Linked DNA regions of Mus musculus: all the other regions are linked to region 1. The links are chromatin contacts, called in public HiChIP or PLAC-seq and promoter capture Hi-C maps. All regions are on one chromosome and are shown on one strand. The core of a region is the stretch at or near the end of the contact, and the rest is flanking DNA. Distances in the headings are between cores, read along the strand shown.

Evidence for each region. HiChIP or PLAC-seq counts read pairs in DNA pulled down with a chosen protein or histone mark. Capture Hi-C pulls out chosen DNA fragments and counts their contacts.
Region 2: a contact with region 1 is called in an H3K4me3 HiChIP or PLAC-seq map of bone marrow-derived macrophages, with 3 times the contacts expected there. The contact joins the enhancer-like site here to the promoter of Golga5 in region 1. A contact is called at or near these places in 4 of 39 promoter capture datasets (liver, neutrophils and pre-B cells), 1 of 15 datasets of contacts at CTCF or cohesin (large pre-B cells), 30 of 484 Hi-C or Micro-C datasets (the AtT-20 cell line, B cells, the Ba/F3 cell line and 18 more), 8 of 115 datasets of contacts at active chromatin or transcription factors (the HPC-7 cell line, bone marrow-derived dendritic cells, bone marrow-derived macrophages and 4 more) and 2 of 9 other capture datasets (adipose tissue and macrophages).
Region 3: a contact with region 1 is called in a promoter capture Hi-C map of liver, with 2.8 times the contacts expected there. The contact joins the promoter of Moap1 here to the promoter of Golga5 in region 1. A contact is called at or near these places in 25 of 39 promoter capture datasets (the 3T3-L1 cell line, 3T3-L1-derived adipocytes, the C10 cell line and 15 more), 3 of 15 datasets of contacts at CTCF or cohesin (the NIH/3T3 cell line, embryonic stem cells and large pre-B cells), 26 of 484 Hi-C or Micro-C datasets (the C10 cell line, CD8 T cells, the G1E-ER4 cell line and 17 more), 40 of 115 datasets of contacts at active chromatin or transcription factors (DN3 thymocytes, the HPC-7 cell line, the NIH/3T3 cell line and 24 more) and 5 of 9 other capture datasets (adipose tissue, embryonic stem cells, liver and 2 more).

What each region holds. Positions count from the first base shown.
Region 1 is chr12:102,466,952-102,471,684 of GRCm38.p6, reverse strand. It overlaps Golga5 (golgi autoantigen, golgin subfamily a, 5), which reads right to left and starts at 2,551. Exons shown (of 13, transcript NM_001199004.1): 1 at 2,322-2,551. It overlaps Gm30198 (a long non-coding RNA gene), which reads right to left. Exons shown (of 3, transcript XR_381856.1): 3 at 3,809-4,523.
Region 2 is chr12:102,171,382-102,176,114 of GRCm38.p6, reverse strand. All of the region lies in intron 2 of Slc24a4 (solute carrier family 24 (sodium/potassium/calcium exchanger), member 4), which reads right to left. Among named protein-coding and RNA genes, the nearest start is that of Slc24a4, 45 kb to the right of the region's middle. Within about 2 kb of position 2,189, at least 4 of the 459 cell types and tissues checked have an H3K27ac peak or open chromatin away from gene starts, as enhancers often do. A contact at or near this core is called in the HPC-7 cell line and bone marrow-derived macrophages, where this site is marked.
Region 3 is chr12:102,741,808-102,746,540 of GRCm38.p6, reverse strand. Moap1 (modulator of apoptosis 1) reads left to right here and starts at 2,880. Exons shown (of 2, transcript NM_001142937.2): 1 at 2,880-2,998; 2 at 3,147-4,733. The coding sequence starts at 3,253. The coding sequence ends at 4,311. It overlaps Gm20604 (predicted gene 20604), which reads left to right. Exons shown (of 2, transcript NM_001142939.1): 2 at 3,147-4,733. The coding sequence ends at 3,169. Tmem251 (transmembrane protein 251) reads right to left here and starts at 2,781. Exons shown (of 2, transcript NM_177140.4): 1 at 2,375-2,781; 2 at 1,135-1,941. The coding sequence starts at 2,454. The coding sequence ends at 1,530.

The DNA.
Region 1 (4,733 bases), core at 1,302-3,801:
TGCTGCTCTTCCAGAGGTTCTGAGTTCAAATCCCAGCAACCACATGGTGGCTCACAACCACCTGTAATGGGAATTCGATGCCCTCTTCTGGTATGTCTGAAGACAACAACAGTGTACTCATATACATAAAATAAATCTAAAAAAGAAAAAAGAAACACAGACTTTAAAGATGTAATTTAAACTGATGTCTATTATTAGAAGAGATATATACACAAATAGTCATAAAGAGAGACCATGTAAAAGCAGGAGAGAAGACAGCTAGCTCTAAGGCAAAAGGAAATCCTCAGAAGTCAGCCTTCAGACAGCTGAGCAGGTAAAAGCCCTAGCCCTGAAGCTTGACAGTCTGAATTCAAACCACAGAACCTACTGATGAATGAGGCAGAAGCCCCAAGAAAATTGTCCTCTGGTCACAAATATGCCCACATTTACAAGTGCACACACAACTAGTAAGTAAAATAATAATAATATAAACAAGTCAACCTAGCCAATACCTTTATTGTGGCCTTAGAACTGTGAGAAAAGTCAATTTCTACTGTTAATCCCTCTGGCCTATGATACTTTTTCATGGGTGTCATAACAAACTCATACAGGATTCAAACAGAAAAAAAAAAATGCTTGGCAAAATTCCAGCACAACCAAATAAAAAGCCTCTGAAATTTGTTTCAAAGGGCTGAACTTGGAAAAAAAAAAAAGAAAACAGAAAAACAAAACAAAACAAACCAAGAAACCCCACTTGATTATCACAAAGTTACTACTGTTAAAGTGAAGCACTCCTGCTAGGTGGTGGTGGCACAGGCCTTTATTCCCAGCACTTGGGAGGCAGAGGCAGGTGGATCTTTGAATTTGATGCTATCCCGGTCTACAGAGTGAGTTTCAGGACAGCCAGGGGATACAGAGGGAAATCCTATCTTGAAAAAACAGTAACAAACAAAACTAACAGTGAAGCACTCCTGTGATTTATGTATGCAGCATATATAGGTCTAAAGTAAATTTTCAGTAATTTAAATATTTAGTACCTACCATGTGCATGTCCAGCTGAGTTCAATTTTTTTTTTAAAAAAATGACTGTATAAATTATCTATTTAACCAACACATGGAAAAAACTTCCAGGTGCCAAAGTCAAGGCCACGAAGTAAAATTAACCTTTAAGCTGTAGAATGAAGTAAACTACAAAGTCAACAGTGTTGGTTGAATGTGGTCAGTGTCCCTTTGGCTTGGAACTATTAGATCTTGGGCTTTCTTCACTAAATTGGCATCAGAGTTGTCTTTCCTTCCCTTCTATGCTAGGTCTTTTTATTCTGTGTGCATGCCCTTCTTTTGCCTTACACTGCTTCAGGTTGTTGCAACTGTTGTTTTAAAACATGTCTCTCCCTGCTGGGGAAGGGGGAGTGGGTGGATACACACAATGCCTGGTTTGCTCAATGATAAATTCCAATTCTAGCCCACACACAGGCACTCCTAGAAACACTACTGAAGTAATTCATCCTTATATGTCAAGTGTTGTGCAAACACTATCACTAAAAATAATATAATATAAAAATAAAATAATAAAAATAATATAGTAACATAATGCTCAGCTACATTATATGGCAAACTGTAAAGTCCTTTAGAAACAAATAAAGATGGATATGGCTTAGAAAGATCCTGGAACTTCGATGGCACCTCAGACACTGGAATCTAGGTCAACCTAGAGGTAAACCCACCTTTTAACCTCTCCGCTCTAACCTCGTCGGAAGTTAACTGTTTCAACACACTCTTTAGGAAACCCATTTAAGTGTGTATTTCAATTTATGAGAAACCAAATGAAAAAGGAATGTAACATGCCTTCTGACTTATAAAACGTTACACAAGCTCGATGTAAAAATTAGTGATGAGCGAGAGAAAAGTAGCTCTCCTAATAAAAAAAAGCCTGAAGACAATTAATGTCTTGCCTCCCATCTGAAAGTTAACGGGGCTTTAAAACATATCTTTCACGTGGATCGTAGACACTAAACCTGAGCTCTTATCTCAGTGACAGACTCCAAGAGGGGACTTCCCGTGGTGCAAAGCCACCGGGAAGGTCAGATGTCACACAGAGGCGGGGGTCAGGGGTCAGGCCCGGCGGTGTGACCACGGGTCCCCGAGAGGCGAGAACACATCGTACTGGGTCCCCAGAGCAGAGTCGGGGTGGAGGGCGGGTCAGCCTCGGTATCCGGAGGCTACGGGGCTCTGGCATCCCCTTCCTTGTCCCTGAGCGAAGACGAGCACGACAGCGCTCGGGAAAGGCGGAGACCGGGTCCCGCAGGCCAAGCCGTCCCGCCCGCGGCCTGGTCGCGCCTCACCTGAGGACGCCGAGCGGCAGCACCGCGGCCTCGTCGCCCGCCCGGGCCGCCACAGCAGCCCGCTGCTCCCGGACCTGCCGGCTAGCTCTTCCGGGAGACGTGGAAGGGCGGCGAGGACCTCAAAACAGAGTGGCCAACGAGCTGCCTGAGTGGCCGGAAGCTGAGCGCCGCCGGCCGCCTAGCAGGTCACTCAGGCGGCGGCGCCGGCGGCCGCGGGGCCCTAGCGCCAGGCCACGCCCCCTTCCGTCTGCCGCCGAACCGGGTGCCGCGCCAGCGTGCGTGTGACGTAACGCCGCCGGCACGCGGCCTCCACAACATTGCGGAGCACGCCCACAACGGGGGGCAGGGTCCCGAGCACCACAGGGGCGGGCCCAAGCCAAACTGGGCGGGGCATGAGCCGGCCCAGGCCTCTGAGCTCCTCCTCCCTTTCAAAAGTTTTACACGTGAGGATTTCGAGGCAGAGACTGGAACTGTCTAATCCCTGGGCCTGTGGGATGGTTCAGTAAATAGAGTACATAGATAAATAGCCAGGACTAACGGCCTGAGTTCTGAGTTCTGAGTTCATTCACAAAGCACACACACACACACACACACACACACACACACACACAAATTAAAAATACAAGGGCTGTGGAACAACATTATGAACTAACAGTACCCCGGAGCTCTTGACTCTAGCTGCATATGTATCAAAAGATGGCCTAGTCGGCCATCACTGGAAAGAGAGGCCCATTGGACTTGCAAACTTTATATGCCCAGTACAAGGGAACGCCAGGGCCAAAAAGTGGGAGTGGGTGGGAGGGTATGGGGGACTTTTTGGGATAGCATTGGAAATGTAAATGAGAAAAATACCTAATTTTAAAAAAACTGGGAAAGGGGATAACATTTGAAATGTAAACAAAAAAAATATCCAATTAAAAAAAAAATACAAGGGCTGGAGAGGTGGCTCAGTGGTTAAGAGCACTGGCTGCTTGCTCTTCCAGAGGTCCTGAGGTCAATGGCTCACAACCAACTGTAATGGGATGGGATCTGGTGCCCTCTCCTGGTGTGCCTGAGGGCAGCTACAGTGTACTCATATAAATGAAATAAATCTTTAAAAGAAAAAAAGAATACAATTTAAAGGGATGGGGTGAAGAACTCGGGAAGGGGGGACCAGTAAGGGGGGCAACATTTGGAATGTAAATACATAAAATAGTATAAGAAAAAAAATAAAAGAATACAATTTTTTAAAAAGAACCTGCTTTCAAGTGACAGAGATGGATTTTGCCTAAACTAATGAATCAACAATAGTTCAGAGCCTTTTGTAAACCAAGAGAAACAGGGAGAAGTATCCCGAGGTAGGAAAATAAGTCAGTTTGTGAGGGTTCCTTGTAGAAAAGATAACTTGAACTGAGACTATTATTCAATAGTGCTATAGTTATATTTTGCATACAGCTCACAGACTTTTTGAAATGGGTTTTTAAAAAGAAAATCTGTGTTCAATAATTCACTGAAGGCTACATCTACTGGGTAAACAGGACCAGGCTAATTTCGCCAACTGAAAAGCCTATGGTAAATTCTCAAGTAAGTGCGTTTGGGCATTGAGGAAACTAAGACTCAGAGATGTTAAATAATCTGGTTCCAATATTATCTGTCCTTAAAAGGGAGGTGTCCATCTCACTCCAAAGTCTGTGCCCCTAGACTCAAATTTTTATTGTCTCTGCATTGAATATGGGGAATAACTACAAGCCATTTTCTTCCTATTAAGTCAGGTTTAATCCAACTCAGTAGTGAGACTAACTCCCAGCAGAAGCCGAAAATCACTGTTGCTGTGATCTTAGAGCCCTTCTTAAGTGGAGAACAGTTTCAGGATCCTTGAGCGGCTCCATTCTCACAATGCCGTAAGGAGTGTCTTGCTCTTATTGTGTGGTAACTGGCATTGCAGTTCTCAACTAATTCTAACTAAGCTGTTCTTCCTGTTAAGGGCTATTTATCATCAGTGGTTGCTAGGTGACTGTCCTACATCCCAAGATGGAGATATCCTTTCCAGCTCCACTGATGACAGTTTGATCATATGATCTACCATTCACTGCTGGAATGTAGACAGGCCTAACTATATACAAGCCTAAACGTTCAGAGTTAGGCAATGGTGTGTTTCCTCCAGTTCTTTTTCTTCTTGAGAGAGAGCAGCTCCAAGCTAGGGTTATTCTGCTAGACTGAGTCCTGAAAGGAAGAAAATGAAGCAGTAAATAGTCCACATCTAACATGTGGTCAGTTAGAAATAGTTCTTTGCAGTTACGGGCTAGTGAGATTTAAGACTGGCTTTTCCACAGCCTAACTAATGAAACCTAATACATCACCCTATTTTACAGATAAAGCACAAAATGCAGTAAGGTGTAAATGCAAACAAGTTATTTTTCTCTTGCTGTAAGA
Region 2 (4,733 bases), core at 940-3,439, 300 kb after region 1:
CACAATTTCGAATTCAGGCCCAGGTCATAATGGCTGACCCTAGTGGGAAAATGTCAAAAATGGATGGGGGGATCTGAGAAAAGGGAAGGCATACAGGGGAACTACTGGGGAAGGCACGTTGCTCCATCTGAAGAATCTTGTTTAACTTCCCCAGAACCTCTACACAGTGTGGACAAGGCGCTCAGCCCACCCTACTGACACCCACAGGGTGGCTTCCATAGCCACAGATCAACTCTCCTGTTTCCGCCAACTTTCTACGAACTGACTGTTCACAGACGGATGGCCAGACAGAGGTGGTGTACTGGCTAGTTTTGTGTCAACTTGACACAGCTGGGGTTATCACAGAGAAAGGAGCTTCAGTTGAGGAAATGCCTCCATGAGATCCAACTCTAAGGCATTTTCTCAATTAGTGATCAAGGGGGAAAGGCCCCTTGTGGGTGGTGCCATCCCTGGGCTGGTAGTCTTGGGTTCTATAAGAGAGCAGGCTGAGCAAGCCAGGGGAGGCAAGCCAGTAAAGAACATCCCTCCATGGCCTCTGCATCAGCTCCTGCCTCCTGACCTGCTTGAGTTCCAGTCCTGACTTCCTTGGTGATGAACAGCAGTGTGGAAGTGTAAGCCGAATAAACCCTTTCCTCCCCAACTTGCTTCTTGGTCATGATGTTTGTGCAGGAATAGAAACCCTGACTAAGACAGGTGGGTACTGCAAGGTGATCTTGAAGTCCATCTTGGCCTGGTTGCCCAACGCCTCAGGACAAGCTGGGGCTTTATCCTCTTGGTTAGGTGGCAGCTCACCACCTCTGAGGCTCCTCACACAGGAGAAGGGAGGCTCCTTCCTTCCTCTGCAGAGCTTCATTGAGTTGGTGGTCGTGTGGGGTGCTGGTAGGCTCACACTCACAATGATCCACCAAACAGCTCCAGTCTCTAGGACCAGACCTGAGAGCAAGCAAAGTGTAGGACTCCGAGGGTGTACTCTCTCTGCTCTAGGGCTTGGAGGCCCCCCTCTCCAAGGCAGCATTTGGTTTGAATGAGCCAGGGTTTGGTTTGAATAAAGAGATTTCCCAGGTGTGAGAAGAGTGTGCAGGCATGGTGGTTACAGCAATAGTCTGGTATTGCGTTGGCAAGGAGAACTGCCTTGTGGGATTTTTCACTGAGCAACAAAGGAAGAGGAAAACGAAGGGAGAAGCCATCAGAGACTGGCCACAAGCTGACTGTTGGGTTTAACAGCGTAATGGATGAGATAGTGGTCTCACATAGGTGCAGGCGTGGGGTCCCCAGTTGTTTGTTGGCCATTGTTTGGGGAGGTTATGGAACCTTTAGGAAGTATGCATTGCAAATGGATGGACCTGGAGGGCATCATCCTGAGTGAGGTAACCCAATCACAAAAGAACTCACACAATATGTACTCACTGATAAGTGGATATTAGCCCAGAAACTTAGAATACCCAAGTTATAAGATACAATTTGCTAAACGCATGAAACTCAAGAAGAACGAAGACCAAAGTGTGGACACTTTGACCCTTCTTAGAATTGGGAACAAAACACCCATGGAAGGAGTTACAGAGACAAAGTTTGGAGCTGTGACGAAAGGATGGACCATCCAGAGACTGCCATATCCGGGGATCCATTCCATAATCACCTTCCAAACGCTGACACCTTGCATCCACTAGCAAGATTTTGCTGAAAGGACCCAGATAGAGCTTCCTTTTGTGAGACTATGCCGGGGCCTAGCAAACAGAAGTGGATGCTCACAGTCGGCTATTGGATGGATCACACGGCCCCCAGTGGAGGAGCTAAAGAAAGTACCCAAGGAGCTAAAGGTATCTGCAATCCTATAGGTGGAACAACAATATGAACTAACCAGTAACCCCACCCCACCCCCCGAGCTCGTGTCTCTAGCTGCATATGAATCAGAAGATGGCCTAGTCGGCCATCAGTGGAAAGAGAGGCCCATTGGTCGTGCAAACGTTATATGCCTCAGTACAGGGGAACGCCAGGGCCAAGAAGTGGGAGTGGGTGGGTGGGGGAGCATGTGGGGGACTTTTGGGATAGCATTGGAAATGTAGATGAAATAAATACCCAATTAAAAAAATAAACATTATAAATTTTTTAAAAAGGAAGTATGCATTTGTTGAAGGAAGTACAACACTGAGGCAGCCTTTGAAAGTCTATAGCCACTCTACTTCCTGCTCGCTCAGCTTCCTGCTCCAGCTCACCACTGTCATGTGCTTCCCCTGATGTCATGGATTCCCCCTCTGGAACTGTAAGCCAAAATAAAGACTATCTTCTATAAGTTGATCCTGGTCAGTCTTTTATTACAGCAATGGAAACTGACTGATCCAGAGGGGGTGGTCTAATTGTGTTGGAAACTTCACTTTGGAAGCCTGGTACTTTCCTCTGCAGAATCCTCACCCAGAGACACTTCGATTGTAGGGTGCTGCCATGCCCACCCCTGCACCCCTCAACAGGATCACCACACACATTTACACGTACAGTGTGGTTGATGATAGCTCCCCATCACCTCTCAGACACTTTAGGGACCAAGTCCGGGGTTCTCTGTGTCCAGTAGGGGATGCCCATGCGCTATCCTCTCTGGAGGGTCAAACTCAATTCTAGCTTCAGAGACCCATGGGAGCAGCTGGTAAAGGTCAAAGGTCACACCCTGGCACCTTGCTGTTCTAATTGGGTCTGGGGTATGGAGGTGAGGGATGAGCCTGCCTAATGTGGCTCACTTACTCTGTACCTAGATCTCGGGGTGGGGGGTGCTGTCAGGAAACTGACACACTCTGAGAACCCCTAACCTATCAATCCTCTAGTATTGGTTGATATTTATCTGCTTTTATATATGCTGGCTCTGCCCCTCTCTTTAGCCTGTATCCCACCCAGACCCTGACTAGTTTATGGATGTCACAGGTCAGAGCCACGCCACCACCAGCATTCCTCTCTGCTCCGTCCTCGACACCTCCCATGTCACCCTTCTCTGACTGTGGCAGTCTGCACATGAGGGAGGAGGTCACAGCACCTTAATGGGGTACCTCGAGACACAAGCCGAGTCCAGTGGGGCTGTGGGGTGTCGTCTTCTACTGAGATCAGGGGCAGTCAGCAACTATCTGACCAATGGCAGCCAGGGAGAGCAGAGGAGAGGGGAAGTTCAGGCTCTCAGCTGAGCCCTTCCTGTCAAGGATACATAGTAGACCGTAGAAGGCCACCGCGGACCGGAGTGACGACCACAAGGCCACCGTGATTCAGAGATGCCCTGTGAGAGCTCACATGCTTGCCTGTTTCTTTCTGCTCTGCACCATGATGGAGGCTCAGCCTATAGGTGAATTGAGTAAAGAGGTTCGTGGTTTTTCTGAGACCTACCCGATGGCCTCCAGTGTCAGCACTGTCATCGTCATCATATGCCAGTCTTTTGAATCCCTTGTTTGTGACCCTTTCTCTCCCTTTGGAAGCTTCCAGACACCTTTCTCAGTACTGAACACAAGCTCACAGCAGTAAAGGCCTGTCAAATTAGTGAAGCTTATCTATGGCTTCTTGCTGAGGATTTGCTTGGTTTGATGCAGGATCCCATGTGGCTCTGGCTAGCTTCAAATGCTCCATCTAGCTGATGTTGACCTTGAACTCCTGATCCTCCTGACTCTGCCTCCTGAGTGCTGGGATCATGGGCATATGCCACCACACTCAGTTTATGTGGCCTTGTGGGTATTAATCACTCTATCAACTGAGCCACATCCCCAGCCCACACTGAGGACCTAACAGACTTGTTGTTTGGCGATTCAGTTCCAAATGTTCTCAGATTAGCTTTTATGATTCCTATCCTCAGTTTGTTTTGTTTCCCTGTTTCTCTTCTCTAGAATATTCTTGTTATTGGACCTTAGACACTGGGCCTTTTGGTGCTATTCTCTCATTTAACTATTTTACATTTGTTTTGGTGAAAGAATGTTTTCTTTATATACACACATTTTTTTTCAAATAATGTTTCTCAAACAAGTAAGTAAAATGGATCAACAATTGCAATCAGAGCAAAAAGTAGGCAGCCATCTTCCTTGGAAAGCAGCTCTCCTGAGCATCAGAGATTTTCACTCCATTCCAAACCAGTGTGGGGGGAGGCAGATGGAAGTGACAAGCTCTCCTCCGCCCTGTGACAAGGACTCACAGACTCAGGAGATGTCCCTGAGTCACACATCTCACACAGGGCAGATTTAGGCAGCTGTGGTCCTTGTGTTCTACCCTGGGACACTTCGGAGTTCTTGACTTCAGCTGTACTTTTTCTGCGGGCCCCCTTCTGACATTTTTGCATCATCTTATTTTGAGTGTTCCCAGACCTAAATAAAAGTTTAAAGACTCAATAAACACCCATGGGTCTTTTACTCAGACCAGATAATGAAAACTGGCACCCAGCACCTGCCTATATCACACACTCATATGTCTGTTGCTGTGGTGTGTGTGAGTGTGCATATGTGGTGTGTGTGTGAGTGTTGTATGTGCGCTCATGTGGGAGCACTGATTCGTGTGCATGCGAAGACCAGAGAAGGATATGTGTGTCCTGAGTCGTATTCCCTTGAGACAGGGTCTGTCTCTCTTACTGGACATTGAGCTAGATAGCCATACAGCAAGCTCCAGCGATCCCCTGTCTCTTCCTGCAGCACTGGGATGCAGGTGTCTGGGGCCACTCCCAGCTTTTTATGTGGGTGCTATGTATTCTGACTCAGGTCACTAATCCATCTCCCCGAGCT
Region 3 (4,733 bases), core at 1,631-4,130, 270 kb before region 1:
GGGGGTTTTTTGGGGGACAGGGTCTGTCTTTGTAGCTCTGGCTGTCCTGGAACTTTTCATGTAGACCAGGCTGGCCTCCAGCTCAGAGATTCGTCTCTCTGCCTCTCAAGTGCTAGCATGATCAAGGGCATGGTCCACCACCAGGAGTTCATAAAGTAGATTCTGATGCTTTTGAGATACAACCAAAAAAGATTAAATTTTGCCATGGAATTTTAGCCTCTCTGTTCAAATACAGCAGTTAGTGAGGTTGCTGAGAAACTTTAGGACTAGGGTTATACAACACAGTAGTTAAGAGTTGGCTTGTATGTTCGAGGATGTCAGTTTGATCTTTAGCACCACAAAAAGCTCCCAGATGGTACAATTTGGGAAAAAAAAAAACCTTCACTAAAACTCATTTTCATTTTTGGTATGAGTCAGTATACACAGGTAAATAGTTGATGTTTGTACACAGCATGGGATGTTGTGTCAGTGGTGAGGAACTGCATCAGGCTAAAGTGCTGCTCTCATTCATAAGGTTGTTGTTGTAGCTCTAAAGCAATGACTCAAAAGCCATGGTTATTAAAATGGTGTGAAATGTGTTAGTACTACTACCACTGGATACCCTGATTTCACCCAGGAAAGGAACAATATCTCTTCAGTGATCTGTGCTGGTACACCTGGTGTCTGTGTTATTTCTAGACTTCAACCATTTCATCTGTTCAGTTCCTACATAGTTTTTCAAAGAACTATAGATTAGTGGTTTAGATAGCCATTACCCAAAAAGAAAAGAACAAATTCTGTGTATCTAAATAGCCATCATCATGGCTGGAAATGTAATTCAGTGGTAAAAGTACAAAAAGCAATGGGTTGGTGGTGGCACAAACCTTTAATCCCAGCTGTTGGGGAGGCAGGGGCAGGCAAGAATTTGAAGCCAGCCTGATCTACAGGGCAAGTTCCAGGACAGCCAGGGCACACTGAGTAACTGTCTTGAAAAGCACAAAGGCTTAGATTCTATCCCCAGCACTCTCCCCTACCTACCCACCTCCCCCGAAAAAAACAGAAAGGTGATAGCCATCTCATTAATTTTCTACCAATTCCATGTAAACTGAAAGCAGGATTAGTGTCTTAGTCTGAAAATTTTTAAAGCAAGCAAAGTAATTGTATAAAATTTAAATTTTATGATCATGGTCAGACCTTTTTACATTTAACACAATGGAAATATTTTCCCCAATGGAAAAATTTCTGAATCATACTATGTTGCACATAGAATAGAAATAAAAAAATTCAGGCGCTTATTCAAGTTTCTAAAGACTGCAGGTTACAAGCCACTATTTTACTTCCAAACTCTGAAGTCATCAACATGATTGTGTAGTACTATATTTCAGGCTTTACCTAAAAAGTCATTATTCAGATAAAGTAGTCAGTCCTCTTGTCACTTTTTAAGTCTCGTTCCACCACAACTTCCTGAGACCTGTGAAGAAACTGCAGTCTTGTGGTCAGCCACTATACAGTGCTGGCAGTCTTACAATAAGGGAAACCGGTGATGGGTGTTATGTGTCAATCAGTTGTAGTCTGCTGATCTGATTAGAAGCCTTGACAAATGCCTGATGACGATTGCAGATAACTGCCAAGCATATGGGGATAATACAGTAGCCCACTGTTTTGGGATCCGCTCTCGTACAAGAATAAAGGAACAAAAACATCTGTAAGTACGGAATCAAGAAAATAATTGTCCACAACCAAAAGGGCAGGGAAAGTAACCGAGCTTTCAAGGAGTGTGTCCATGTGGTTCCTTCCCGAGGCTCCTCAGGGTGCTGCAGAATGTGTTCCAAAGCCAACCTGTTGTAAGTCTCATTGATTTCAAAAACATAATAAAACGCTGCTGCACTTGCTAGCAAATACAGTCCCACTCCAATCCATCCCATCCGCTGACGGAAGTTCATCATTCTCCATGCTCTGTGCCTTCAATGCAAACACAGAAAAATTATTGTTAAGGTCTAATAATGTTGCCATGGCAACTATTCCAAGTGCACATGATTTAAATTCAAGAGTTCTGAAAAGCACGAGCATTTTAAGATTTAACAGCTGTAAACAGCTTACAGGTGGTTTTATATAACAGTTGTAAGCACATAAAAATACTGGTTTCAGTGTCTACTGAGTGCTGTTATTTATGTGAACCCCAGAGTGAATGAATCATCACTTCTTGCTTGAGTAGACCCAGTACACCTTCGTTTCAGATAATGAAACATCTAGTTTCCCCACAGGACGTTGCTCTTGACAGTTGAAATGCTTTCTGGCTTAACACTATTTCAGACGTGGGCACTGGGTTGAGTTCTACTCGTTAAACCAACGTCGGAGTCCCCAAGTTAAGACGGTAACTCTTTCAAACACTTACAGTGGTCCCGAAAATCTTCCTGTTCCCCCTGCAAGCGAGCAAGAGTCACTCAGTTCTGAACAGTCAGGTGCCTTTGGCATTTCAGAACAAGCCACCTTAAGAGAAACCCTCTGGGTCGCGCAGCTGAAGAAGGTGAGCGCGGCGGCGGGAGCACGAGCTAGTAGTGATTAAGCTCAGCGTGACTACGGCTGGTCACGCGGCGGCGGCGGGCCCCGTCGCCCTCCGGAGCCCCAGGCGGGGGGAACCACCTGGAGATGCCGGGCCCGCCCCCCACTGCACCCGCCGCCGAGCTGAGCTGGGCAGTGGCGCCAGGCTTGGCCTGCAGAGGCCCGAGCTCGGCTCCCGGCCGGACGCCGGGCCAGCCTGACAGCCAAGCCGAGCAGCCCCGGGTCTCACCTTCCTGTCCTGAGTGGCCCGCCCGCTCGCAGTCCCGGATACCGCCGCATTCAGAGCTTCCGTCTAGGGCCGGAAACGCGCGCCGGCCTCTCATGACGTCAGGCTGTCAGCTTCGCGCCGCCTCCAGAGGCGGTTGTCTGTTCCCTGAGGCGTTTGCTGCGGTCGTTCTTCTGCCCTCGGCCGGGAGGCGGGCGCGGGGAGCCCGGGTCTCTCCTAAACCCCGCAAAGGTCAGACGTCCTCTCCGGGACCCAAGCGATGTATCTACGGGCAGGTGATCCTGATGGCGTTCGTTTCTAAGCGCCTGTGGCGGGTGGGCGGAGGAACTGCTCGGGAGTCAGACACGGTTAACTTAACGTGGATGCTCTGTTTTCTCAGGCTCCCGGACCTCTGCGTGTTAAAGAGACGAGCACGCACATCACTGTAAGCGGCGGCGGCGGCGGCGGCGCCCTGGTCGAATTAGAATTTAAATACTCTGAGCACCATGACACTGAGACTTCTAGAAGACTGGTGCAGAGGGATGGATATGAATCCTCGGAAAGCACTATTGGTTGCCGGCATCCCTCCGACCTGCGGAGTGGCAGACATAGAGGAGGCCCTGCAGGCTGGCCTTGCTCCCTTAGGGGAACACAGACTGCTTGGGAGGATGTTCAGGAGGGATGAGAACAAGAATGTAGCCCTGATTGGGCTTACAGTAGAGACTGGCAGTGCCCTGGTCCCCAAGGAAATACCTGCAAAAGGAGGTGTCTGGAGAGTGATCTTTAAGCCTCCTGATACTGATAGTGACTTTTTGTGCAGATTAAATGAGTTTTTAAAGGGGGAGGGCATGACGATGGGTGAATTAACCAGAGTTCTTGGGAATCGGAATGACCCTCTCGGCCTAGACCCGGGCATAATGATCCCTGAAATTCGAGCACCCATGTTAGCACAGGCATTAAATGAGGCCCTTAAGCCTACCCTGCAGTATCTGAGGTACAAAAAGCTGAGTGTGTTCTCAGGCAGGGATCCTCCAGGACCAGGTGAGGAAGAATTTGAATCTTGGATGTTTCATACTTCCCAAGTAATGAAAACATGGCAGGTGTCAGATGTAGAGAAAAGAAGGCGGTTGATAGAGAGCCTTAGAGGTCCAGCATTTGAAATTATTCGAGTCCTCAAGATAAACAACCCCTTCATTACAGTTGCAGAATGCCTGAAGACGCTTGAGACAATATTTGGGATTATTGATAATCCTAGAGCATTGCAGGTCAAATACCTTACTACTTATCAGAAGACTGATGAAAAGCTGTCTGCCTATGTTCTAAGGTTGGAGCCTTTATTGCAGAAACTGGTTCAGAAAGGAGCAATTGAGAAAGAAGTTGTGAATCAGGCCCGTCTAGACCAAGTCATTGCTGGGGCAGTCCACAAATCAGTTCGAAGAGAGCTTGGGCTGCCGGAGGGTAGCCCAGCCCCAGGCTTACTGCAGTTGCTGACACTGATAAAAGATAAGGAGGCCGAAGAAGAAGAGGTCCTCCTTCAGGCCGAATTAGAAGGCTATTGCACTTGACCCAAGACCCAAGGCTGTCATGAGCAGAACAAGATGGAAGAGCTCATTGCAGAGATCAGCCCATCCACTCTTTATGCTGCCAAAGTAACTCGCCCTTTGTCGTGTTGTTTACTGAATGTCTCCCCAATGTTTTACTGATAAAAATGATGTCATTCTACACTGATAATTATTTAAATCAAAAGACCATTCTGCTAGTACAGTGTCCCAGCAAGTCAAAAGTTTATATGCATGTTTAATAGTCATATGTGATGGTGCTATCAGTTATCAATAGTTTTCAGGTGTTGCCCACATTTATGCTGAAGACCCTGAGCCAAGGCTGGTTAAGATATTTAGTTTCTTTTATTAAAATCAGTTATCGATTCTGTGCAATCAAAAAGCACAACTGAATGCTGTGGTCAGTTCTACAACTAGTTTTAGGTTTG